Regions from separate parts of the Mus musculus genome. Here regions 1, 2, 3, 5, 6 and 7 are each linked to region 4. Evidence: chromatin contacts called from public Hi-C and promoter capture Hi-C data. All regions are on one chromosome and are shown on one strand. The core of a region is the stretch at or near the end of the contact, and the rest is flanking DNA. Distances in the headings are between cores, read along the strand shown.

Region 1 (3,425 bases), core at 138-2,637, 1.6 Mb after region 4:
TACAAGTTTGATTGATATATATATATATATATATATATATATATATATATACACACACACATATGTATGGAAAGACAGACAGACATAAGAGAAAGTTATTTTCATGTAGCTAGCCTAGCTCAAACTCAGTATATTGTTGAGTCTATCTTTTAATTCTTTGATCCTTCTGCTTCAACCTCGGGAGTGTTGATATTATAGACGAACACTACCATACCCAATTTTAAAAACATTTTGATCTGTGGTGGTTGAACCTGCACAGGCAGAGCTAGAGGATCTGGAGGGCCAACAGCACTATAATAAATCATATGTGAATCTCTCTCTCTCTCTCTCTCTCTCTCTCTCTCTCTCTCTCTCTCTCTCTCTCATGCTTATAAGCATGATTTGTCAATACCTACATGTTAAGACAAAATGGAGTGATTGATGTATTGTGATGTATTGTAGTATGCTGCTACTTGGTAAGGGTCACTTGAAGGTGAGCACTGACAGACAGATCTGATGGCCCAGATTGCAGCTTGGGTACACTGTGACTATGGGTAGTTGAATGATGTTCAGGATCGGACTGAACAGGACTCAGAAAGATTTCATAACATTCTAAAATTCAAATTTAGGTGTTCTTTAATTCGAATCGTTCACCTAATATTTTCAGGCTTTGACTGGTCAGTGGTTACTGAGACTTCATAAGCAAACTCACAGGTAAATGAGAGACTTGCTTTCCCATTGCTGTATCCTGTTTCCTGACACAGTATTCAGTTCTAGAAGGCCTTTCTCTTCCAGTTGTTTCCGTCTTTAACTTTTCTGTGACCAATCCATGTTTGTCTTTCTTAGTCTAGTGATCCTCAAGGAAGTTCTTCTGATGCCCCACCCAACCTGAGGGAGGTGCTCTCCCAGGTAGCTTAAAAAAGCCATCACTCTTTTGTCCTGTTTCCTACAAGGGTCTTTTTTTTTTTTTTTTTTTTTTTTCTCATTCCTATATCCCAACACGGTGTGACTCAACAAGGCATTCATGACCTCTTTTTGGAATAACTGAAATCGAATTATGAGCCCCAAATCCTTAAGTTTTTACGAAATCGCCCATCCTCTCTGTTCAGTGGAAATTAAAATGTCTCACATATGCTAAAATGTGTGTACCACCACGACCATGGTAGCTGGCTTCAGAGAAATAATCAAATTCCATGAGAGCAGGGTTAAAGAATGGCTGGCTTGCTGGAGAGGGGTCCCGGGGCAGGGCCCACACTGGGCGGAGCGCTCGAGAGGGAGGCGGGGACTCTAGGTTGTGGCCCTGCCCACAAGAGGGCGACGGAAGGGGCTCAACTCAAGCGCGGAGCGCTCGGGAGGAAGGCGGGGTCTCCGCGCGGCGGCCCCGCCCCGGGGCGGTGCCGGGCGAGGGGAAGGCGGGGCTCGCGGCGAGGAGGTCTGCTTCGGAGGCGGCAGGGTGGTTTGGTCGGGGGCCCAGCGGGTGGCCCGGGTCACCGCCCGTGCTTCGGCGGCCATCTTGCCCGCGCCCGTCTCCCGCGGCGGGAGGGGCGGCGTACAGGCCGGAAACGTCTGTGTGGCGACAGGCCACCTCCTCAGGTCAGTGAGTGCGGCCCGGAGCGGGTGTCTGCGTGAGGCCCGGGGTGGCAGCCGCGGCCGCTTCCTCAGAGCCTCGCCGGCGGGTGGCGTTCCGCTCGATCAGTGCGATGGTCACGGCACCGGGCTGCTGGCGGGCCTCGTGTGGAGCCTTGGGGCGTCCCGCGGCCGCGTGGCGACCGTCCTCCGTGCGGCCGCGCCGGGAGTGCGGAGCCGCGTCCCCCGCCGCCCAGCGGCTCAGCCAGGTGTCTGGACCGTGGGAGTCACGATCAGATTCCTGGTTTACCCGGAATAACAACACGATGAGTTCCAGTTGTACCCAATCAAATCCTTGTTAAAGGGCCTGTCACCCCCGTGAGCTCTGTTCCCTACCGACACGAATAATGCAAATTCCTTGAGAGGAATGGCTCAGCAAACGACTGCTCTTGTTGGCTTTTTTGAATAACTATAGTTTAACGAAAATATAGATGCGCAATGTCTTGTGGAGATGGTAGTACTCCAAATTTCCTGAAACTGCTATCGTTTACTTAGCGCGGAAAGAAAGACGACAGACCATATAATTGTATGTTTTGCGTTATGACAGTGTTTTGAATGTGTGCCCAGTTGCCACGTGGGGTTAAGATGCTTTGTAAGTGTATAGACTGGATTCCCAAGATTTAATAAAAATATAAAAACTTTCGTATTTTTTACAGTGTTGTATATTTTAAATTATTTCTTATTTGATAGGTTAAATTAAAAGATATTCTAAATTTCGTTTGCTACTTCTGAAATGTGCCCGCTAGAGAATTATAAGTGGTGGTTCACTAAATTTCTTTTGGATAGTGTTACCCATGTTCTGGTGGTGACTTGTGGGGAACCATTGAAGGGAAATGAACACTGACTAAATTTGAAGGTGAGGACCTAAATTATTGCCATCTCTTAGCCCCTCCATGGATTTGGCAGTTGTCTCCAGCATCTGAAAGCATTCACTTCCAGGACTGGTTGAAAGAACTAAATAGGGACAACAACATCTGTATGAAGCAGAGAACTCAACTGTGATGAGTTGGTGTTAGAACTTTGTGTGGTGGAAATTACTTAGATGTTACCCAAGTCATAAGGGACTTGTAATCGTCTAAACTAATAAGTGCATGAAAGACTTTCTGAGCCCTTACTGGTTTTTGTTGTTGTTTGCTTGTTTTGTTTTTTGCTGTCCTCCGTATTTATATTATGTATGTTAATAAGCAAGGACCCATTTGTATAGAGTGTTAGATTTCTTAACAGGATGGTTATAGACATACTGGTTTTCTAGGGCCATCTTTGTAATGTGCAACTCTATGCAGGAGCGCCAGCCGAGCATTTAGAATGACTAGCAGTTAGAAGCTGCTATGTCACTCCTTGACATTTTCATTTTGCACTGGGCCCTGCTCCTTTCTTTAGCACTGGTCGAAGATGGAAGTTGACAGATAGGCACAAAACCAAATCATCTGTTCTTCTGTTTAGTCACATTACTTCTGCAGTTAGGAGCTGGAATCAGTAAAGCTGTATGTACATGCTTCCTGTTCAGCCAGCTTTCTCCACTCTCAGACAACTCAGGATCCCCTTGCCTACTGGAATTGTACCACCCACAATAGGTTGATCTTCCTCTACTTAATATAATCAAGGTGGGCCACATGCCAACCTGATCTACACGCTCCCTCCTTGAGGTCCTCTTGTCAGGTGCTTCTGGATTGTGATATTTATTTATTTATTTATTTAGACAGGGTTTCTCTGTGTAGCCCTGGCTGTCCTGGAACTTACTCTGTAGACCAGGCTGGCCTGGAACTCAAAAATTCGCCTGCCTCTGCCTCCCAAGTGCTGGGATTAAAGGTGTGCACCAC
Region 2 (3,489 bases), core at 754-3,253, 1.7 Mb after region 4:
TGGATAAATCTTACATGTTCTATATCAAGTAACCAAATAGTATATGGATTTGTCGGCATAAAATATCAAAGATGTTTTAAGCACATTAAACATAAAACTTTAAAAAATTTAGAAATATAAAAATATGCATGAATATATATATATATATATATATATATATATATATATATATGAAAATTAAACATAGAAAATAAAACTGACTAGCAATGCCACTTAGTATGAAGCAGGAGGAACACACCTGGGGCCAGCTCTTGAAGGCCAGGCTTGTGATTATGGAAGAAGCAGTTTAAAAAATTTTTCACATGTATTTTTTGGATTTTTTTTTTAAGGAATAAAAATTGTTATCCAACCAATACTTAAGGGACACTTTCAGAAATGTTGGAGCCCTAAGAATCACTAAAGTTTAGAAATGGAAATAAGACAAAATATGAGAGCATGAATTTGATTTTTAAAGTTATACAAGTGTAATCTTCACATTTCCACCCCCAAATCAGAAATAATAAGAAACCCCAAAAAATTAAATATGAGAGCATATCACTTAAAACATACTGGCTCCATCAATTCAATGGTTCCATTTTTTCCTTCTCCATCTGAAAGAATAAACATTTTTCCAGTGGGATGAATCTAAAAAAGGAAATCAAGACAAAAAGCCATAGATTTAGAAAACAGAATCTACAGAAATGAATATTTAAAAGATTCCCTGAAGTTTCATTTGGTTGAATATAAAGTAATAGGGGTTTTGGACAGTTTATTTGGTTCAAGTTATAATCTTATTACCTGATCAGATGATTGTAAGCCCAGTTAATTTTGAATTTCTAATAAACAACAAATATTTGCTTAGTGTTTTGTGTGGTTTCTTTTATTTGCAAAAGACACTTGGTACACTAAAACTAAACGAGGCTTTCACTGTCTAATGAAATTCTGCCAACATTCTTGATTTAGTACATCTCACAGAATACCTTCTTTTTGAGGGGTTGTTTGTTTGTTTGTTTTCGAGACAGGGTTTCTCAGTATAGCCCTGGCTGTCCTGGAACTCACTCTGTAGACCAGGCTGGGCTCGAACTCAGAAATTCACCTGCCTCTGCCTCCCGAGTGCTGGGATTAAAGGCGTGCGCCACCACCGCCCGGCTCAGAATACTTTCTTTTAAAATTAAGAACGATGATCTAAAAGAACTGGTTGCCAGATCTGAGGAAGACTTCCCTTGAAACTGAGCTCTGCCACTCGATGTGAGGTTTGAGCAGCTCAGTCAGCCTACCTGTTTAGTTAGAAATTCTTTTCCCTTAGAAAATGTGTGAATGAAATGACCTAGCAGGTAAGTCCTTACAGAGGATTTTCTTTCCCTCGGCACTCTCAATTTCTGGGCCTTTGGGCTTAATTTTTACCTATAGGAAGGACGAGGCTGCAATCTAAGACTGGGCTAGATACAAGGTATCTATAGAATATGGGAGGGGCTATCAAGAAATGTTTCATAGGGAGACGACTGCAAAGTAGAAAAACTAGGCCCATAAATAGAGACGGCTGCAAAAGACAGGGAAGCAAGAAGCTAAGTCTGGCTAAAACAAAAACTCGAACAACAGACAGAGGAGCCAGGTTTGTAAATACCTTCCTGGTAAATAAAGAAAGGGGGCGCGGAGCGCTTGGATCTAAAAGGTCATTCCAAACAGTTTTGGGGACATAAAAGAAGCGGCACCAAAATGTTGCTGCAATGGCTTAGCAGTTTCCACAAGCTCTTCTTGTGAAAACTACAGCAAGCTGGAGGGCAATGCTGCTTAAAGGTGACCTGCTCCCAGCCTCAGCTCCCGACCCCGCAGTCCTTCCCGAGTGGCCGTGGTCCCGTCCTCTCGCCCGAACCCGCATGCACCTTTTCCAGCTTCCCCACGAAGCACACGGGCCGGTCGATATACTGTGGTAACATGCTGGCGTTGACGCGCGCTTTGGGGAGCTGCATTATGTCCTCCATGATTCTGCCGCCAACACTCGCAACCCGCAGGAAAGCAGAAAATGATTGACGCCCAGCGGGCGGCCGCGCCAACCCGGGCAGATTTCCCGAACACCAATCAGAGGAGACGTACGCTCCAGACCCACCAATCAAATCCACGGGAGCATCTGGTTCGCTCGCACCGGGCTGGCGGAGGGGCTCAAGGCTTCCGGAAGTACTGGTAGACTGCCTAGTGACGCGCGGCGTTCCGGAAGTCACTGGGGCCGAAACCCGGCGGGCAGTGGAGGCGGGACTTAGAGGGGCGGGGGCTGAGGCCTGGGACCCGGGATCTGGAGCGGCCGAACGTCGACTTGACCCCGGAAGTAAGCTGAAGGACCGTGGTGGGTGGCGAGCTGCGGGCTGCGGCGGAGTCTCAGGTAGCTTTCTTGCGGGAGGTGTCTGGATCTCCGCGCCTCTCTCCTCCCGAGGGCTGAACCGTCGGGGTGGTGGGCGGAGTCGGGCTCCTGGTCCCGGAATGCCGCGGTGCGGGCACTGACAGTTGCCAGCTTTTGCGCGGGTGGCGCGGGTGCGTGCCTAACCTGGGGTTTGGGGTTTTTATTTTTGAGCCAGTTCTACCTGTAGAGAACCATCGTCAGTCTTTACCCCTCCCTCAGGAGGTTGTTGCTAGGAGACGTTGTGTAACGGACCTGCCTGCTTTACCCACTGGCAGCAAGAGGTGCTGCCCCTCTCTTTACCTTGGACCTTTTGCTAGCCTTGGCGGTGTGGAGGTGTCCATTTCCTCACCTCCTGGGTGCTGGCGTGCATTGGGGCTCCGGTAGAGGAGGACCCCCGGGAAGGACTAGAGATGACAGGCTTCACCAGCTGTTGGACCCAAGCTAGTGCTCCTCCACTGGCGTCACATTTTCTCTTTCTGCAAATGAGGGGTTGACTGCTTTGTAAGGTGCTAGATAACTCTAATTTTGGGTTGTAATACTATATCTAGTTCCCCGAAGTACTCAGAGCTGGCTGTCTGAAAGACAGTTTATTCCAAGATTTGAAGAAAATTGTCGGATGTGTTTCTGGTTCAGAAAATGACTGGATGCTGGTGGCTGTTGATTTTAGTAATTTCACCAGCAAGGGATTGGTACTGAGAAATTTCAAAATGAACGCACATAAAAATACCTTCAAAAGAGGTTGCAGAAATTAAAACATAATTTTAATTGCGTCTCATAATTATGTGGAACAGTGTCTGGATTTTTCTAAAGCCAAAGACTTATTAACCTTCAAATTCAGGGCTAATAACTCAGTTCCAATAATTCAGTTCCAATGTAGCCTGCTGTTGCTGCCTTAAGTAATAAAATACAAAGATCTGGTTCCATCTATTTAAGAGTGAAATCCAATCTCCCCTATTTAAACGATTGTTAGCTCTCCTTAGTGTTCATGTGACATTTAATATGTGTGTCTTAATTCTGTTGTGATTAAAACAAGTTTAAAATTTTTTTCCTTAGTTGTGGGCTGCATTTCCTTTGGGTGCTGGCAAGTCGGTATTGAGGCATTCATGATATAGCAC
Region 3 (3,331 bases), core at 406-2,905, 1.1 Mb after region 4:
AGATAGTATTATATGAGAAAAGAATCTATGTCTAATAAAAGGGAAAGGGAAGTGGGCTAACAAAGCGCTCTGAAAATCAATTATGATCACCGAGAACCATTTACCTAGGTCTTAAGGCTCTTTAATGAACTGTCTGGTATGCAAAACATATGCCAGGCACTACATTGAAGTGTAAAGAAAAGTTTAAAATTCTTTCCTTCAGCAGGAGTAAGGAAATTCAAACTCCTTTGTAATCGGACTCAGAGGCCCTCTTGTACCATATTTTCCTCACTGTTGTCTGTAAATTTCCTCCTTTCCTGGTTAACTTCTGCAGCAGTACTGGCCAGTGAGCCATATGTGAAATTTTAATATACTAATAAAGCTCATTAAGAAGACAAGAGAAAACATTAAAACTAATTTTAAACATACCTTAACATGACACACCCTAAATACGACAACCAATACAATATAATCAAAATTAATTATATTTACACTACTTTTCCTAAATTATTAAAACCGGGCTGGAGGGATACTTTAGTGGTTAGAGGCTGCAATCAAACATCAAAACATCAAGCGTTCGGTTTTCATAATCATCGAAATCGACACATTACACTCTTACCACATCTCAGTTCAGACTAGCCAGCATTTCTAGGGGTCAGTCTATGAAAGAGCACAGGCTCCCCGCTGGACAGCGCCGCTTTCGTACACTGAACTGATAGTTCTAAACTCCACTGGATCACCTTAAGACCTCAATAATCAACCCGTGGCCTTGTGCAAGTCTTACTTCAAATGAATATTATAGTACTGACATCAATCAACGAAGAGTTAGCTGTTAAAACCCGTAGGCCACAGGCAACGAAAAATCAAACTCGCCCGTGTATTTTAAAAGTTATCTTATCTGAAACTAGACCTGTGAAATAGCTATCCATAATTAAGAAAAAAAAAAAAAAAAAAAAAAAAGCACGCCAATTCCTTTGCCTTTTCCCGTACTTGGTTGCCTGTCTCCTTAAACAGATTTTTCCCGGCGTGGCTGCGAGTATGGAACTGGAGTGGAGGAAGGGCCTGAGCAGCGAGGTGAGTGAGTGCTCAGAAATCCGGATCCAGACAGACCCAGAGACACTCGCTCTAGAGCTTGGTAGAGCCTCTGTCCTGCTGGAGAGCGAGACCCCTACACTAGCCTGGGGCTCCCAATTACAGCTGGTCTTGTGCAAGCGTCCACCTAGTCCCAGGCAAAACCTTCGGATGGCTGAAATTTCCCAGATCTAGACGTCATACAGTAAAAAAAAATATTTATGGTGTCTAAATGAAGGCCACCTTCGCCTTCTGTCTGGAGCGGCCCTGCCTCCGCGCTGCACTTCGCTCACATGAAAGCTTTCCTGGCAGCTCCGTCCTAGGTGCGCAACAATCGCCCCGCGCCCGCCCCGCCCTGCCTCGCGCTGCACCGCAGCATCGGTCTGGCGCCGGACCCGAGCGCTCCGCATCCGAACTCCCGGGACATGTGCCCGCGCGGACAGCACATCCTCCGGCCTCCCAGGCGAGCAGAGCGCTCCGCGCTGAGCACCCGGCTCCCGCTTACCTGAGCACTAGCGGCCAGGGCCAGAGAAGGTGGAGCAGAGGCAGCGCAGTGACAAGACCGGTTGGAGGCCGCTTCCCACCTTAGAGTCGCCGGGCTTCTGTAACGCGTGCGGGAAGTTTCATCATGTGGCTGGGACCCAACCCGTGCGCAGGGGCGTGGCCCGCAGTGCTGACGAGCGACGCCAGGCGGGGCGGAGGCCAAGGCAAACGTGCATCCTGGGGCCGAGAGCCAGGAGGTGTTCTGCTTCTGTTCCTTAAGGTGCTGTGACACTGCAGGCAGGATAAGCCCAGAGGTCGGGCCGCCAGGTCCAGTGTCCCATCAGCAATAGATCTCCTACTCCTTAATTGTAGTCTTCAGTACTTCCTAACAGAGTGTCTGATATATAGATGTGGATACATAAGTAACATAGGAATACCTAGAAGGACACCACACACAGACACACACACACACAAATAACTACTACTACTGAGCAGCTAAGAAGAACCCCAGGTAATCTCCCTGCAGAGATTAAAAGCACTCTTGAACCAATAGTGCCTACAAATTCATTGTACAATAAAAAGAAATGTTTGTCCTAAGAAACTGTTGTGCCAAGGTTAACTTCTTCACAAAGTCTCCATCAAGTTGATAACATTAAGTTCAAATAGATCAGTGGACCTTGAACATACGGACAAATCCTCTTCCAGAGAGCTGTAGACAGCAGACCAATCCTCTTCCAGAGAGCTGTAGACAGCGGACCAATCCTCTTTCAGAGAGCTGTAGGCAGCGGTCCAAACCTGCACAGCACTGTGGAGATGGAAGCAGGAAGATCAAGAGTCAAGGTCATCCTCTTAAGTAGGGAGTTTGAGGACACAGGGACACACACACACACACACACATGCATGCACGGACACACGCACACCTATATATAAAGATTCTTTTTCAGTACCTCAAAAAAAAAAAAAAAAAAAAAGACCTTCCTCAGCTTGACTAAAAGATTGGTAGTATGCTCTTAGTATTCCCTCGGATAGGGAAAATACACCATGATTTAAAACACACACATACACAATTTTACTGCATTCTTTAATGAATTTATAGTTACTAAACATCAGCACCCAGTAGATTGAGAAACAATGAAACTGTGCTGTGAAATAAACTAAGATCAGATTTTAGGCAGCACTTAGAAAGCCTCTGATCTTGTTGTTCCACAAGGGATGTACTGCACTTGTTTGACCTTGAGAATATCAAATTTTTAAAAAGTCCTTTAAGCTCCTTTAAATACAAATTAAATCTTTTCTTCTCAATAGTTGTTGGAGGGTGAACCCATCTTCTAACTTTTTAACTTATCTTAAGCATATAATCACATAGGGATAGCTAGCCTTTGTTACCTTTAAACTCTTTGTGGCTGCAAAGGGCTTCTTTGAGTTTAATAGTATCTTGAAACAAAGGTACATTGTTTTGTTTTTGACCCATTTACATTTCTAAGGTTAGCTCTTGAAGAATAGCATAGGACGTCCCCACCCAGCCCTTTGGAACAACAGTGAGTTAATTTATCAGCTTGCCCACCTTCTTCACTCAAAATGTTGCAGTCCCAAGCTAGGTGGACTTACCTAGGTCAGAAATTCACCTAGGTCAGGAACACAGAATGGAGACCCCTTTTCCTGGAACTCAGGGATCTGCAGGCCACTAATAGTTTCTCAGAAGACCCTGATTGCCTTCTGCATTAGCAAGCTACTAGGACACAGCAGCTAAAGATAGAGCCTTTGATTCTGCCTCTTCTGACATTTGATCTGATATCTA
Region 4 (3,467 bases), core at 520-3,019:
TAAATTCTTTCCTAGGTTCTCAGCTATCTAGTTATTTTAAATAGAGACTTGCACTAAAGGTGAGGGTTAAAGTCTGGGTGGGTGCACTGGTCAGAAAGACCTTTTAGATTCTGAGTTAGAGACTTAATGGCAAGAATTTATCTTTATTTTTTAACACGTGAACTCTATTGCTTCAAGATTAGATGCTTGACTCTACAATGCAAAGCAAGTGTCTTAACCGTGCAGCTTGTATGTAATAAGGGATAAGGACCATCTGAAACAAGTAGTTGGAATAAGAAATCTAACCTGCCCTCACTTAGCCAATTCTACCACAAAGCTCTGTTACAGGATTATTAATGAACCTGAAAACAAAACATCAGACTGAACAAATAAATTTATTACCAAAACAAAAGGTAAACTATCCCATCATATATTATAGACTCCTAACTCAGAGGAAATATATCTTCTGAATTGGTTTATGAGGTTGCATAATATACACACTAATGTTCTCTTTCACTAAAACTAAAACACTACATTATACTTAGACTAAACGTTCCTGTGATGTGATTTTATGCGCATTGAGATCATGGTGGGGTAACTAAGTACAATTTTTGTCAAGTGATAATTGCTTGATGCCACGTATGTGCACATGACTAACCACAATTCTCTTCCTATGGTCTTCATGGAGACACAGTCTAACTCACTTTTTAGAAACAAGGTAAAATATTTGGGAAATCTACTCAAAACAATTAGCCAATAAAGTAATCAATTTGAAAAACTAATATGGCAAAAAGAGGCCTAGCAAACAGAAGATAACTGCTGAAGTTAAGGACTTTGGTGTAAATTAAGGCGTCTCAGTTTCACCATTTCCGGACAGTGTTGACACTGGGCCTGTTTCTCCATTGTTCCAAACTTCTGTTTCCTTACGTGAATAATAGTAAGTACATTAATACCTACTTCCTATATTTGTGGAAATGGATTGTGCCAATAGAAGCGAAGCACTCACGTTCCCAAGATCATAGCAGGCTCTTCCAACATTAGCTATGTTATTACCTACAATGAGAAAACTAAAGCATCCCTAGCATTGAAGTTAGTTTCGAAGGCAGATGGTTAAGACTTTTATAAAGCTTGGGTTAATTCACGTGACCGTAAATGGAGAGAAGCAGAAATTGAGGCAAAATCTGTAATGAATACAACACACACGAACGACTCTATCATCCCACTTCTCGGGGCTCATTCGCGCTATCCGAGAGGTACACAGCACTGGCTGCCCTGGGCAACAGTGGGACTCTGAAGTTTACTACCAAGGGGAGGCTTGGAAACCGAAGCAAAACAAGAGACTGTGCAGATGCGGAGAGTCCCGGGTTGAAGTTAAAGGGCCACAAGCTCGCAGCACCGTGGGCCCAGCTTCACCTGGTTCCTCCCAGCGACGAGGCGCAAAACACTGGGCCGCGCCATGAAGCGACGGCTACCGGGACGCGGAGGCCGAGGCCGGGGCCCCCGGAGGCCGCGCCCGGATCCGCGCTGCTGGGCCCAGCTCATTCCCGCAGAGAGCAGGCCCGGCGCCGCCCCACCGGAGGCCCCAGGCCCAGCGCGCGGCCTGGCGGTTACCTTCCGCGGGAAACTCCTCGAACTCGTCGTCCTCTTCCAAGAGACCCAAGTCGACCGGCTGCTTCTTTTCGGACATCGCGCCGCGCCAAGACCCAAGCTGCTCGGACCGGCCGCAAAGTCGGAAGCCTCAGTACTCCGGAGGCGCCGATCCTGACAACGCCGGCGCAACCATAGAGACGAGAGGGAAAGAGCTGCGGGGCAGCGCGAGGAATGCTGGGACAGCGAAGGTCCTCCCAGAGCGTCCTGCGGTTGTAGTAGGTCCTCCCGTCTTGAAACAGTGAACTGTTTTGTTTTATAGTGTGTTCGTTCGTTTTATTATTCATATAGTTGCCTACGTGTGAAAGATTTACAGTGTATTAAATTACTAAAGGCCATTATTTAGCTTACAATCACTAACAGAAATCTGGAAAGATAAAGTAACATAAGTTAAGAGCTTATTACATTATTCCACTACTCAAACCTAGCCTTGAGCATGCTGTTAAATATCTCCACATCACAGGGAACCCGGGACCAAAGGCAGCCAGAGGCACTCATATGCTAGACAATTCTGACTGTCCTCCAACCTTTCCTTTGTGCTGTGCTCCTTGACCTTACAATTGTGTTCCGTAGGGTTTCTGTTCTAACTAGTTGACAGGTTGATGTAAAAAATAAACAAGTAAAAAAAAAAAAAAATGATGTAACGTTGTACTGTTGTTCAAAAGATATGATTTGGTTTTGCTTTCTTTGTTTTAATTGTGACCCATGGAAAAGAACAAGACAATGAAAGATAGGAGAAAAGTTAGTGTCTAACCACACAGTAACACGTATTTGCCAGGCTAATAAATCTGTGTTCTATTGCATCTAAAGGGCTCTTATATGAGGTACTTAATTTCTCTTTAGTATAATTTATTTATTTTCAGCACCACACTTAAGGCTATACATATAACACACATAGTTACAGGTGCAAGAATAACTCTATTTGATATATAAAAATTGAAGAAGGTCTATAAGCCCTACTACTGAGGAAGTTGGGGCAGAAGGCATCCTTGGATACAATGAGTGTAAAATCAGGCTGGACAACTTAGTGAAACTGTGTCCCTAAATTAAAAGTAAACAGAGGGCTAGAAATATATCCCCAATGGCTCACTACCCCGTGCCAGAGAATTTTTAAAAAAACATGGGAAAAATGTTTGAACAATTTATGGATATAAATATGAATATTGTATGTTTTTTTAAAAAGATATATCAGAAAGTAGAAAGTGGAACATATTTTGTAAAAAATACTTTATTTTATACAAACACTCTTTCCTAATTCCATTTCCATTGCTATGATAAAATACCCCGGCAAAAAAGCAGCTCAGGGGAGAAAAGCTCATTTGGCTTATAATTCTAAGTTGTACTCCATCACTGCAGGAATGTCAAGGAAGAAACTTGAAGCCGCTCTCACATCCACAGTCAAGAGCAGAGAATAAATGTGTGCTTGCTATTTGGGTGCATCGCTGTCTCTAAGCTTACACAGTCCAGGATCCCTTGCCTAGGGAATGGCTAGCCCATAGTGGGCAGGCCTTTCCATTCCAATTAATGTAATCAAGACAGTGAGTGATAGATATGACCATAGAATAACCCAATAGTGGTTACCTCTCATTGAGACATTCTTCCCAGATGATTTCATGTGCCAAATTAACAATTAAAACTAATCATTACACTATGATTAGTTTCCTGGTCAAATATTTATTCTTTCTAGATCTTTAAGATTAACTCACCCTGAAGTAAAACCGGAATGTCTTAAGAAATAGGGACTCTTCCCTAGTCAAGTGCACTCTGGATACTTGAAGCTAGCTCTACTGGGATTTTATTCCTATTATGGCAACAAGACAACATGAGATCCCTATAAAGTG
Region 5 (3,766 bases), core at 651-3,150, 1.9 Mb after region 4:
TTTCTATTCACAAAAGGTTATACTTAGTGAAACCATTAATCTTTAGATGAAAAAATTAATACAATAGACAAATTATGTCAAATTTTAAAGTTATTTTGTTCTATAGATAATTAAAGTATAATTTGTTCTAGAAAGTAAGAAAAGGGAGCTGCTAGTCATGTCTAAAAGCTCGTTTGGACATCTGTGAGCTACCATAAAGTCTCTTAATCAGAACACGCATCTTCTGCTTGGAGGTACTAAGGGCACAGGGCTTCTTCAGACGCCTGCCTGGGTCCCTCTGGCCTCAGCTTCCACTTAGCTGAGTGATCTCAGACAAGACAATTAGTGTCTTTGTGCCCCAGATAAAGCAGGGAGGATAATAACAGCACATACCTTGTGGATTATGTGAAGAACGAATGAGTTAACACATAATAATGTCCTTAGAACAGTGGCTAGCACGTGGTGAATGTTTAGTAAACATTAGCTATTATTTTTATATGTGATAAAGCATAGAACTATGACTAATATAGTAGGATATAGTACTAGATGCTATTTTTTGTATTTTGATTAGGCATCATCAATATTTTTTCTAAACAACAATTTACTGTGCTTCTTATTTTTTCTTATTTTTTTAAAAATTTTCATTTAATTTCATTTAATTTCTGTCTGACCACACAGGGAAGCAGAGAAAGGTGGCTCCTCTGAGTGAAACTGATCATTTAGTGCCTGGAATCAGGAAGCTTGCCAGTGTGGGCAGACACCAGGCAGACGCCAATCTGACACGCCACTTCTTTATTTTGTAAAATCTTATGTTTTTGTTTATCTCATGTGAATTAATAGGAGGTATCTGATGTAGAGCTTTAACTATTCCTGATTAGGGTTTTATATACTTTCTTATGCCCATCTAAAATCTTCGTACTTCTCATTTTCCTTGCAGAAGAATAACCCCCAGTGCCATCACACAGAGGAAATGACCACAATGAATTGTTACATTATGCCTGGTCTTTCTCCCAAGAGACCATCAGCTCCGGGGTAGTAAACTAGGTGCTCTCCATTAATAAATCTGATGATGCGATGCTGTAAATTTTCTTGTTGACGTGTACAATTCAGAATGTGATGTTCTCCACCCTACCCTGTAACGACAAACAGGTTGTAATGGCAGGTGCATTTTGTTCAATGTAGCATCCATACACTAATCCTGAAGTTGTTTTGATTCACAAGGCGACTAGGACACTTAAAGACATTTCTAAGATTAAAAGGGTTAAGGATCCTTCACTCAGCTTTAACTAAAACATCTCACCGGATGCAGGTGTATTTGCAAAATTAGTTTGGCTTCAGCGTCCTCAGCCCCAGGTTGTAGAGAGCACTGGAGGGTGGAATCCTTGTAACTTGCTTATCGCAGCGCGCGCGTGTCTTTGGGCGTCGGAGTCCGCGCAGGGCACGTATGGACCCACTTTTCTAACCTGACCCTCACCTCAAAGCCTGTCAACTCTTAAGTCCCTCCCTCCGCGCGAGGCCCGCCTCTCTCATCCACTTCCATGCTCCGCCCCCAGAGCGGAAACGTGGTACTGTAATTGGCCGAGTCTCCTCTCACTCCGACAATACAACCATTCCTTGGCATCCCGGAGTAGGGTGGCGCTGCCAATCACAGCGCTCGCAGCCGCAGGAGCCGGGTCCGGAACGCCCAGAGGCGGGGCCGGAGGCGGGGCGCCGACACAGGATTAGTTGCCATTCCGAGTGAGAAGCGGGTCGAGGTGGCGGCGGCAGCGGCGGCGGCGTTTGCGGTGGCGCGGGTTACGCGCAGCGCGAGGCGCCTCGAGGCCCCTTTCTCTCCTCCGAGGCTAAAGTCCCGGCGCTGCCCGTGGTCGCCGAGTCGTGTCGCGCGGGCGACCCCCCGCGAGGGCTGAGCAGCCGCGGGAAGCGGGCGAGTGCCCTGTCAGCGCGATGCCCGGGGCGGCGGCGGCGGCGGCCATGGGCTCGACGCGGGCTCTGCCGTGAGCGCCCCGCAGAGCGCCGCGGGGCGGTTGAGCCGTTGGACGTTGGCCGTCGCGGCGTCCCCTCCCCCTCGGCGGCGGGGTGCGCGTCGGAAGGGGAGCCCCGCGGCTCCGCCCCTCCCCGCCCCTCCCCCGTACACATCGCACGCACCGCGGCGCCGGCTCCCACACGCTCGCTCGCGCGCCCGCCCGCCCGCCCGCCCGCGGAGCCACCATGTCCACTGCGTCCTCCAGTTCCTCTCAGACCCCTCACTCCGCGCCGCAGAGGATGCGGCGCAGCACCGCGGGCTCCCCGCCCGCCGCTGCCGGGAGCGGGACGGGGCCGGCCGGGAGCTGCGCACCGGCTGCGGGAGCCGGTCGGCTGCTGCAGCCCATCCGCGCCACGGTGCCCTACCAGCTCCTGCGGGGCAGCCAGCACAGCCCCACGCGCCCGGCCGCCGCCGCCGCCACCGCCGCCGCCGCGCTCGGCAGTCTCTCCGGGCCCGGAGGGGCCCGCGGCCCCAGCCCGTCCAGCCCGACTCCACCGCCGGCCGCTGCCCCAGCCGAGCAGGCGCCTCGCGCCAAGGGCCGCCCGAGACGGTCCCCCGAGAGCCGGCGGAGGAGCAGCTCACCTGAGAGACGGAGTCCCGGCTCGCCCGTGTGCAGAGGTAGCGAGCCCAACCCTCCCGTCCTCCCGGGCTGCGTCTCCCCGACGGTGCCCTGCGTGGAAAACTTCAGCCTCTCCGGGCTTCTGTTTGCTAGTGCATTACCGAAGGTGTGAAAGTGGCTTTGGGAATCTCACCCCCCACCCTGAGGTCGCTGCAGGGCTTGGAGGAGCGACCTGGAAATCAACTTTTATCCGACCCTCACACCGCCACTCAGATTTTATCTTGCATCCCTCGCCTGCAAAAGAAAAGTGTTTCGGTTTAATAGCTTATTAGCTTTCTGTGTTTGGAGCCGGGCAAGGAGGAGCCGTGTGAAACCCTTAAACACGCACACAAACTCTCTAGCGGGGCATAAGGTGGTAGTGGTAATCTCTGCAGCCTTTGTGCTTTCCCACAAAGTTCTTGTCTGGAGTATGTTTGTGTTTTGGAGACTTGATGGCGGTAGTTAGGTTGTTAGAATATCCTTTGCATGTGTAGGGGAGGCAGTTTAAAGTGTATGCTGTTTATCCATCCTCTCCTCTACTTTATATAGTCATGTATTAGATCACTACTGCACTACAAATGGCTTATGCCGGAATGGTGGTTTTCGTGGTGAATTTCTTAAAGCCTGTTTGTGGAGTGTGTTCACTTTTTCCTTGCATCTTTAAGTATACTTAGCAGTTCAGCTGAGCTGTGTAGAGAGATCTCCTTTCTTTTTTGTTAGGTATCAAAGGTAATGGTGAGTGGGAGGATGTTGTGGACTCCCCTTAATGTTTTCTGTTTGGGTTTGGTTTTGTTTATGCCTAGGGACATACTGCATGAACTAGTTGACTCCTGGGGGAGAAAAAGAAAATTAGGCAAAACAGGGACGTAACCGGCCATAAGGGAGAGTCGAGTACCTAATATTCTTAGATACCAGCCTAGAGCTACAGTTGCTGCTGCTGCTGCTACTACTGCAGCATTGTGGAAGGAATCATTCGGAGTAGGGAAAGAAAACAACAAAAAAGCCTGCTCAGAAGGGAAATACTACCAAGCTTCATACAATGTTTGTGTGGTATGTGGGGTTTTTTTGTTTAAGGTGGACGTTCTTAAGGTGTTTAGAGTTAGGGAAAGGGATTGCAATATGATAGATCAAAGTTTAGGTATTTTTAGCTTTAATTTAGATGTGTA
Region 6 (3,438 bases), core at 822-3,321, 2.0 Mb before region 4:
AAAAAACTTGATAGACAAACACCAAATAACAGAAAATTCAACAGCATTTGAACCTACAAAAAATATCAGAAAGTAAAGAAGGTAAAGAGAAAGAGAGGGACAAAGAGAGGGAGAGGGAGAGAGAGGGAGAGAGAGGGGGAGAGAGGGAGAGGAGAGGGAGAGAGGGAGAGAGGCAGAGAGGGAGAAGAGGGAGAGGGAGAAGAGGGGGAGAGAGAGAGAGGGAGAAGAGAGGGAGAGAGGGAGAGAGGCAGAGAGGCAGAGAGGGAGAGAGGGAGAGAGGGAGGGGGAGGGGAGGGGGAGGGGGGAAGAGGGCCGGAGAGGGAGAGAGAGAAAGAGGAGAGTCCTTTGGATTTAACAAGAAATACCCATACCACCAGCAAAGAACCATTCAGTTCTTCAGGACAGAATGGGAACCAAGCAAGTGAAAATTTCAAGTAGCTACTCCTTCTAAAAGAAACAAAGAAGCAAATAACTTGGAACACAGAATCTAGTGGTGGTTTTAATTAAAAAGGGACATTTATCAGTGGAAAGGCATCAGCTAAGAGAGGGACCATTTATAGATGCCACAGGAAAGGGCCATCTTATGTGGAGATATCTACCAGGAAAAGCAGAAATAGGTAGAGGGGTTAACTTTAACACAGAGGAAAGGACAAAGGGGTTCCCAGATTTTCCCAGTATCTCAGAAAGCCTTCTGGGAAGCACAACTAAGTACAACGTCAGGTTTCTTTATTTTTGGCTAGCATTAGGCCAACCCTGGGGGTTAGCTCTGGTTATTGAAGGTGGATCAGAAATTCTAATTTGGTGTTGATGACATCATAGTATGTGTCTAGGATGTGATTGGCAGGCCACATATTGTTAGCCCAGTTATCTGGTTGTTGTCGTATCTGATTCAATTCTGCCAGCATGTGATCAGCCTCAGATCAGAAGAAAGAGCCAAAATTAAGCGACCACTTGCAGGGAACAGTGCCTAAGTGTTTGTACACTTATTTAACTTTATTGCTTATTAGCATTATATCTATGACAGTGATGTATGTGATTTCATTTAAGCGACAAGAATCTTTCATCATCATATGATGATTGTGGCTGGAAACATAATTTTAAAAATCCTTCAGTGGAGAGGATGGGAGTGACTCGACAGGATCTCTAAGTCCCTTTTCTCTAACATTCGAGAATGTTGAGAAGGGTCTGGAAGCACAAGGTTGGGGTTGGCTAAAAGTTGTAAAGAAGACTTGCCAACACCTCCAACTCAACAATGACTTACTTGTTCTAACCACAACATGCAAATAGCCATTCTTGTCTACAAGGCAACTCAAGACCAAGGGTATGAATAAGAATGCTTTTCAAAGGACACACAGAGTGCTGGGTCTATTGATAATCACAAAACATTAACCAAGTTTAAGGATTGCCACAGGCAACCAATCTGCTACCCTGGCCAACCTTAGTGTCAACAAAGATATTGTGTAAACATAAAGGAGAAAGGGGCTCTTATACTGACATCCACACCAACTTAGACACACTGTACAGGATGCATCTACACCCACTGCAACTGGACAAACAGCACATTGGGCAGTTGAGTATTAAACGGTGAACATGGGCCTTACACTTGAGTTGGGTGTTCGGATTTACAGCCACCCCAACACCTGGCCAGCATCTTAGGTGCAGAGGAACTTGCCAGACAGGTCGTGGGTGGCCTGCCGTTAAGGCCCCACGACCGTGGGAGAGCAGAGAGTAGAAAGTCCAGAAAGGGTGTGATGGGGGAAGCAGGGAGTGTACTTTTTTTTCCCGGAACAGTAGTTCTATTGCCCTAACCTGGGCTCAGGTAGCTGCCAGTCCACTTGGGCATAGCCCCGGAGCTGACATCTGGGCCGGGCTGCAGGCCCTGGCCCTCTGCCCCCCCAACACCCATACAGTCACCATGCCTGTGCAGCCGTCGCCGCCCGCTGCCGCCAGTGACCCGGTGACCCCGGAGGCCCGTCTGGGCCCGGTGACCCCGGAGCCCCGGGCATCCGGACCCCCGTCACAGGCGCAGCCGCTATTAAGGCAGGAGGCTACCAGGGAGGAGGAAGGGGAGGAGACAGGCGGCCAGGGCGCCTGGGGCACCGGCACGGCTGAGCAACGGCGGCGGGGTTGGGGGGAGGCCGACGAGGGCACGGGGAAGGCCGGCGGCACGGAGGCCGCAGGCTCGGACCCCTCGGCCCGCGGTTCGGGCGACGGGCAAGGGAGCTGGCGGCCGCTTCTCGGCTGGCTACGGCGCCCGCCGCCCCAGTGCTGCCCCTGCGCGGCGCCCCTTCCCCGCTCCGCCGCGCACTGTTGTCATGGAGGAACCAAGATGGCGGCTCTGGCCTACAACCTGGGCAAGCGGGAGATCAACCACTACTTCAGCGTGAGGAGCGCCAAGGTGCTGGCGCTGGTGGCCGTGCTGCTGCTCGCAGCGTGCCACCTCGCGTCCCGCCGCTACCGAGGTGAGCCGGCCCTCCCCCCGGCCCGGGCCGGCTCGGCCCGGGGGGAGGCGGCGCCGCGGCCCCGAGCGCGGGAGGCCGCCCCCCGCCGCAGCACGCCCACGCGCCGGCGGCCTCCCGCGGCCCCGCGGCGCCCCACGTGCCCGGGCCGACCCCTGCGGGCCCCTGCCCCCAGCCTCCCGCTCTCGGGGCCACCTCCTGCTGGAGCGGGGCTCCGGAGGCGCGCCCGGCCCCGCGCCCCGGTGCAGGAGGTCGAACCAGGGGCCCCCGGGGGCAGCCCTGGCGGCACCGCCTCCCGGATGCTGGGGTCGCACACGGTGCGCCCGTGGGGTCTGCCTCCTGCCCTGCCACTTCAGGGCCCAACGGTTGGACAGCGGCTTGGGCCGCCCTGCTTACTTTTGCCAAAAGGGCCAGTGTGGCTAAAGATGCCCATGGCCCACCTCCCTCCCGTGGAGGAGGTGCCACCAGCCTTTCAAACACTTTTCAAGAGTTTGGGTTGCACAGTTTTTGTTTTTGTTTTTACAAATAAAGACACTGAGGCAGGATTTTGGTTTTTGTTTGTTTCTTAAAGGAGTTAAGGAGTTGACCGGACTAGACGTGAGCGGGCGAAGCAAATAGTTAAGCCTTTTGAAAGCTGGCCTTCAATATGGGTTTACATACTGGTGGAAAGCTGGAAAGGAACCAATGAACTCTTCTCAGAAGGAATTATCCTTCAGTTGTCAAGGGATATTTGCTTGTTTTTTTGATTGATTTTTTTTCCCCTTTCCTTACGATAAATGCCACCAGGACAGTCACTGACAGTAGGAGGGAAATTATAATGATAGGATCTTTTGGTTTTGACCTTTGGTATCCTAAAAGTCATTATATGGACAGCTCTTGGTGACTGTGAGATAATTAGACAAATGTGACAGCCACGTGCACATTAGCGCTGGGCCCATTTATACTGTACAGCCCAGTCACGAGAGTACTAGAGTCTCGG
Region 7 (3,544 bases), core at 149-2,648, 1.3 Mb after region 4:
CACAGTGTTTCCATCCGGGGGCCTGGCCTTGCAGATGATGGTTAAGGTCTCTAGATCTTACTTCCACTCCCTGCTGCCTCACCAGGTGGCAACCCACTTCCGTTGCTGCCACAAAGATAGCTTCTTGGTACACAGGACCTTTGCCAAAGCAGAGCAGACGAGTTTGTAAAACTCTCTCTCTCTCTCTTTTTTTTTTTTTTTTTTTTTTGGTTTTTCAAGACAGGGTTTCTCTGTATAGCCCTGGCTGTCCCGGAACTCACTTATTAGACCAGGCTGGCCTCCAACTCCCGAGTGCTAGGCGTGCACCACCACTCCCCGCTGAGTTTGTAAAACTCTTAAGTATTTGCCATAGCAGAACAGAAGTAAAATGCCATTACACACATTCCTCCAAGAGGCTTTCTGTCCGTTGTCACTATATGAGTTCTCTGTTCTTCTGAGGCACACATCTGGTTACAGAGCACTCTTCATTATGCCAAATCTCTTGTTATTAAGGATAGAGGAATGCTGTGAAAGGAAAAGAGGCAAAAAAAAAGGGGGGGGGGGCTAAGATTGGGTTAGAGGTCAGCGTGACGTTGAGGTTTGTTCCACAGACAACAGTTTAAAAGGCAGTTCTTTACTTGTACTCCCTGCTAATTTCGCTTTCTGCTTTCCTGAGAGAATTAGAACACTCAACCTCACCAGAAGGGGGCTAAAAAAACCCTGAGCTCGGGGAAGCCGGGACTTCCCAGCCCACTCCGCAGGAGGGCGGGGCAAACACCCGGCGGCCAATCCCCGCATCCGCAGGTCGCGGTGTCCCCGCCCACTCTGCCCAGGCCCCGCCCTTCCCCGGGGCTGCTGCTGCTGCTGCAGCTGCTGCAGCCGGGACGTCAGCATCTCCGAGACCCCTGGGTGGCGGCTGCGCAGTAGGCGGGCCGTGGTCCAGGCCGCGCGGTCGGGAGGGGCGGAGCGAGCGGCGGGAGCGAGCGGCAGGAGCGCGCGCCGGGCCCGCCTCGGCCGCCGCCGCCGCCGCCGCCGCCGGGAGATGATCTGGGCGGCCGCGGGCGGCCCAGGCTAGCGGCCCCTGCCCGTGCTGCGGCGGGCCAGGGCAGCGAAGGTCGCGGGTGGGGGGTCGTCCTCCTCCCCGCCTCCGGGAGGGGCGAGAGGGAGCCGGGGCTGATGTCAGGGACGGCGGGCGGAGGCGCCCGAGGGCTGCGGGTCCAGGGGCTCGGCTGCCGGCGGCAGGGCGACTGAGGGTTCGGGAACGCCGCCCGGGTCCGCGTCCCCGTCCGCGCCGGCGCGGCCAAACAGGTGTCTCGGGCGGCGGGCGAGCGGCCACCCTCGCGCTCTCCGCGGCCCGGCGTGTCCGGCCCGAGGCGCCCGGGGCGGGCCAGCGCCGAGCGGTCCTGCCCGCCGCCCCGCCCCGGGCCTCCGCGCGCCCGGCGCCCGCCAGCTGTGTGCACTCAGGTGCGGGCACCTTCCGGCCGCAACAGTCCCGAGTGCCCGCCGCCGTTGGACCGTCAGCTTTGTCTGGAGCTGGTCGGTTATGGTTGGAACTTTCCCTGCCCTTCGTTGACTGAGTGAACCAGCCAGGTGTGTTGGGGGCTTGCTACGCGCAGGATTTAAAAAAAAAATGTTTTTTGTTTTTTCTTTTTCCTTTGGTAACAAAGTGTGATGGCTTTCCTAGATGTTGGCTAGTTAAACAAAGTGCTTTGACTTTAGATAGATACTCTTCTAAATTAACTAATTTAAGAGTGAGGATCGGGGATTAATGCTTTTGAGCTCTGTCCACACTTCTTACTAGTGGCGTGGGACTTAGAATATTCTAAGATCCCTTACTTCCTGGAAAAAAAATTTTTTTTTTCCAATCTAGATCTTTGTATTCACGGTATTTCCTTTTAGTACATACTGTCAAAAGATGTATTCTGAGTTAAAAAGTTACAAAGTTAGAACTTCAGTGCTTCAGACTGAGTAGGCAACGCGGAAGGGACAGAAGTTTGGTAATTTGCAGGAAGTTGAGGATAGACCACAGATAGCTCAGCCTGGTGCCAAGAAAAAAATGCTGTGCACACTACAAGTTGTTTGATTCTGGTGGAAGTTTGGATTTGGAAGTGGAAACTTGAGTTTTTAGAAGGTATTTATAAACGGTACAATTTTCCAGTTCCTTATCAGATAAATGTCAGACGAGCCTTGTGCACACGATATTGTGTGCTCTAAGCATTGTATAGCATTTCTGCCAGCTGTAGTATATATTTTTGTCCAGTTTAAATGAATATAAGGTTTGAAGTTACCAAACAGTTAACTCTTTTCACCATATGTTCAGTAAAACTGACTTAGGAAGGCAAGTATGACTCACTGAAAAGTCAGCATTAGTGGACAACTAACTTTAGTGTTTCAGATTTTCTTGAAATTTATGTTTTCCTCTATCTTTTTACTCAGGACTCAGCAGTTTACAAATGCTTTGTGGTCATTTCCCACTTAAACTCCCTCTCCCTACATTGTGCTCTTAAAAAAAAAATCAGCCTACAGTTGTGGATAACTTTAATATCAAGCAGTTTAAAAGTACATATAATGAGTTAATGTTTGGCTAATTGTATTCAAAAGTATGTGCTGTATATTGCTTGTGTGTTGATTTTGCTGAAATGAAAATTGTGTTATTCAGCTTAACTATAAACTCATGATAATATAAAGTCAAATCTTTGGTGAAAGTAGTGGTTGGAATTTTGTTGCAATTTATTTATGAATCAAATGTGAATTGAAATTGTTACCTTAATGCTCCTGTTTACCTATTACATTCAAAAGTTGGCTTTTCGGTACAGATATTTTAAAAGGACTTTGAGATTTTAACAACTAGCTTGAAATAAAAGAAAGATACATGTTTTTAATTACCAAATCTGGTGGGACTAAGGTCTTTTTAAAAATTAAAAATTTAAATTAACATGCCAAGTGGTGAGATTCATATATACGTTGGTCATTATACTTTGGTTTTATTCGCTTAAAGAAAACAAGACTTGCTGCATAAAATGTGAAGTTGGCCTTTTATCTTTCAATCCAATAAGAAACAAATGATAAAGTGTACTTAATTTTTTGCATATAATTGAAATGTCACTCCCCACCTGGTGTTGGGGGTGGGGCGGTGTAAGTCACTCAGCTGCAACTGTTTTTTTTTTTTTTTTTCCTGTTAGGTGTGAAACAGGAAGCTGTTCTTTATGAATCAGGGAGTCCCATTTGAAGGTGGAGACACCAAACAGAAACTTAAAACAAATTATCTTGCACCTGCAGTATGAAGTGTAGTAAGGGCCTGGGGAGGCAGTATTAAAGAGACTCTGGATTTGGAAATCTGACTGTTTTTACAATGAAAGCTGTCTGCTGAAGCACATCTTGACTATGGATGAATTGAAATATATAGAACTCCGTGTGGCCACTTGCATTCTTGTTTGCTATGTTAGTTTTCTGAGGCTACCAACAACGGCCCATTTGAGACGCTGGCAAAGCTGCACTGCTCCAGAGGTTCTAGAATCTACCGTTACTGCAAGCTCTGTGTCTAAGGGTGTCCTTTGCTTTCTTT

Evidence for each region. Promoter capture Hi-C pulls out the DNA fragments that hold promoters and counts their contacts. Hi-C and Micro-C count contacts between places; a contact is called where the count stands out from the background.
Region 1: a contact with region 4 is called in a promoter capture Hi-C map of liver, with 4 times the contacts expected there. The contact joins the promoter of Mios here to the promoter of Sem1 in region 4. A contact is called at or near these places in 2 of 39 promoter capture datasets (liver and pre-B cells), 1 of 484 Hi-C or Micro-C datasets (CD4 T cells) and 1 of 9 other capture datasets (liver).
Region 2: a contact with region 4 is called in a promoter capture Hi-C map of pre-B cells, with 2.8 times the contacts expected there. The contact joins the promoter of Rpa3 here to the promoter of Sem1 in region 4. A contact is called at or near these places in 1 of 39 promoter capture datasets (pre-B cells) and 1 of 484 Hi-C or Micro-C datasets (CD4 T cells).
Region 3: a contact with region 4 is called in a promoter capture Hi-C map of hippocampal neurons, with 3 times the contacts expected there. The contact joins the promoter of Asns here to the promoter of Sem1 in region 4. A contact is called at or near these places in 3 of 39 promoter capture datasets (the 3T3-L1 cell line, the C10 cell line and hippocampal neurons) and 2 of 115 datasets of contacts at active chromatin or transcription factors (both in embryonic stem cells).
Region 5: a promoter capture Hi-C map of liver shows a contact between it and region 4, with 5 times the contacts expected there. The contact joins the promoter of Glcci1 here to the promoter of Sem1 in region 4. A contact is called at or near these places in 2 of 39 promoter capture datasets (liver and pre-B cells).
Region 6: a contact with region 4 is called in a promoter capture Hi-C map of liver, with 4 times the contacts expected there. The contact joins the promoter of Casd1 here to the promoter of Sem1 in region 4. A contact is called at or near these places in 2 of 39 promoter capture datasets (liver and pre-B cells), 1 of 484 Hi-C or Micro-C datasets (CD4 T cells) and 1 of 115 datasets of contacts at active chromatin or transcription factors (microglia).
Region 7: a contact with region 4 is called in a Hi-C map of B cells, with 7 read pairs. The contact joins the promoter of C1galt1 here to the promoter of Sem1 in region 4. A contact is called at or near these places in 4 of 39 promoter capture datasets (erythroid cells, liver, neutrophils and 1 more) and 3 of 484 Hi-C or Micro-C datasets (B cells, Th1 cells and cardiomyocytes).

Annotation. Positions count from the first base shown.
Region 1 is chr6:8,207,840-8,211,264 of GRCm38.p6, forward strand. It overlaps Mios (meiosis regulator for oocyte development), which reads left to right and starts at 1,388. Exons shown (of 12, transcript NM_145374.2): 1 at 1,388-1,572.
Region 2 is chr6:8,257,138-8,260,626 of GRCm38.p6, forward strand. It overlaps Rpa3 (replication protein A3), which reads right to left and starts at 2,004. Exons shown (of 4, transcript NM_026632.4): 1 at 1,863-2,004; 2 at 550-624. The coding sequence starts at 1,961. Umad1 (UMAP1-MVP12 associated (UMA) domain containing 1) reads left to right here and starts at 2,151. Exons shown (of 4, transcript NM_001302354.1): 1 at 2,151-2,356.
Region 3 is chr6:7,691,554-7,694,884 of GRCm38.p6, forward strand. Asns (asparagine synthetase) reads right to left here and starts at 1,656. Exons shown (of 12, transcript NM_012055.4): 1 at 1,556-1,656.
Region 4 is chr6:6,576,889-6,580,355 of GRCm38.p6, forward strand. Sem1 (SEM1, 26S proteasome complex subunit) reads right to left here and starts at 1,770. Exons shown (of 3, transcript NM_009169.2): 1 at 1,591-1,770. The coding sequence starts at 1,666.
Region 5 is chr6:8,507,700-8,511,465 of GRCm38.p6, forward strand. Glcci1 (glucocorticoid induced transcript 1) reads left to right here and starts at 1,901. Exons shown (of 8, transcript NM_133236.3): 1 at 1,901-2,620. The coding sequence starts at 2,188. It overlaps A430035B10Rik (RIKEN cDNA A430035B10 gene), which reads right to left and starts at 1,462. Exons shown (of 2, transcript NR_040452.1): 1 at 1,280-1,462; 2 at 1-1,112.
Region 6 is chr6:4,598,840-4,602,277 of GRCm38.p6, forward strand. It overlaps Casd1 (CAS1 domain containing 1), which reads left to right and starts at 2,072. Exons shown (of 18, transcript NM_145398.4): 1 at 2,072-2,462. The coding sequence starts at 2,330.
Region 7 is chr6:7,843,826-7,847,369 of GRCm38.p6, forward strand. It overlaps C1galt1 (core 1 synthase, glycoprotein-N-acetylgalactosamine 3-beta-galactosyltransferase, 1), which reads left to right and starts at 1,399. Exons shown (of 4, transcript NM_052993.3): 1 at 1,399-1,569.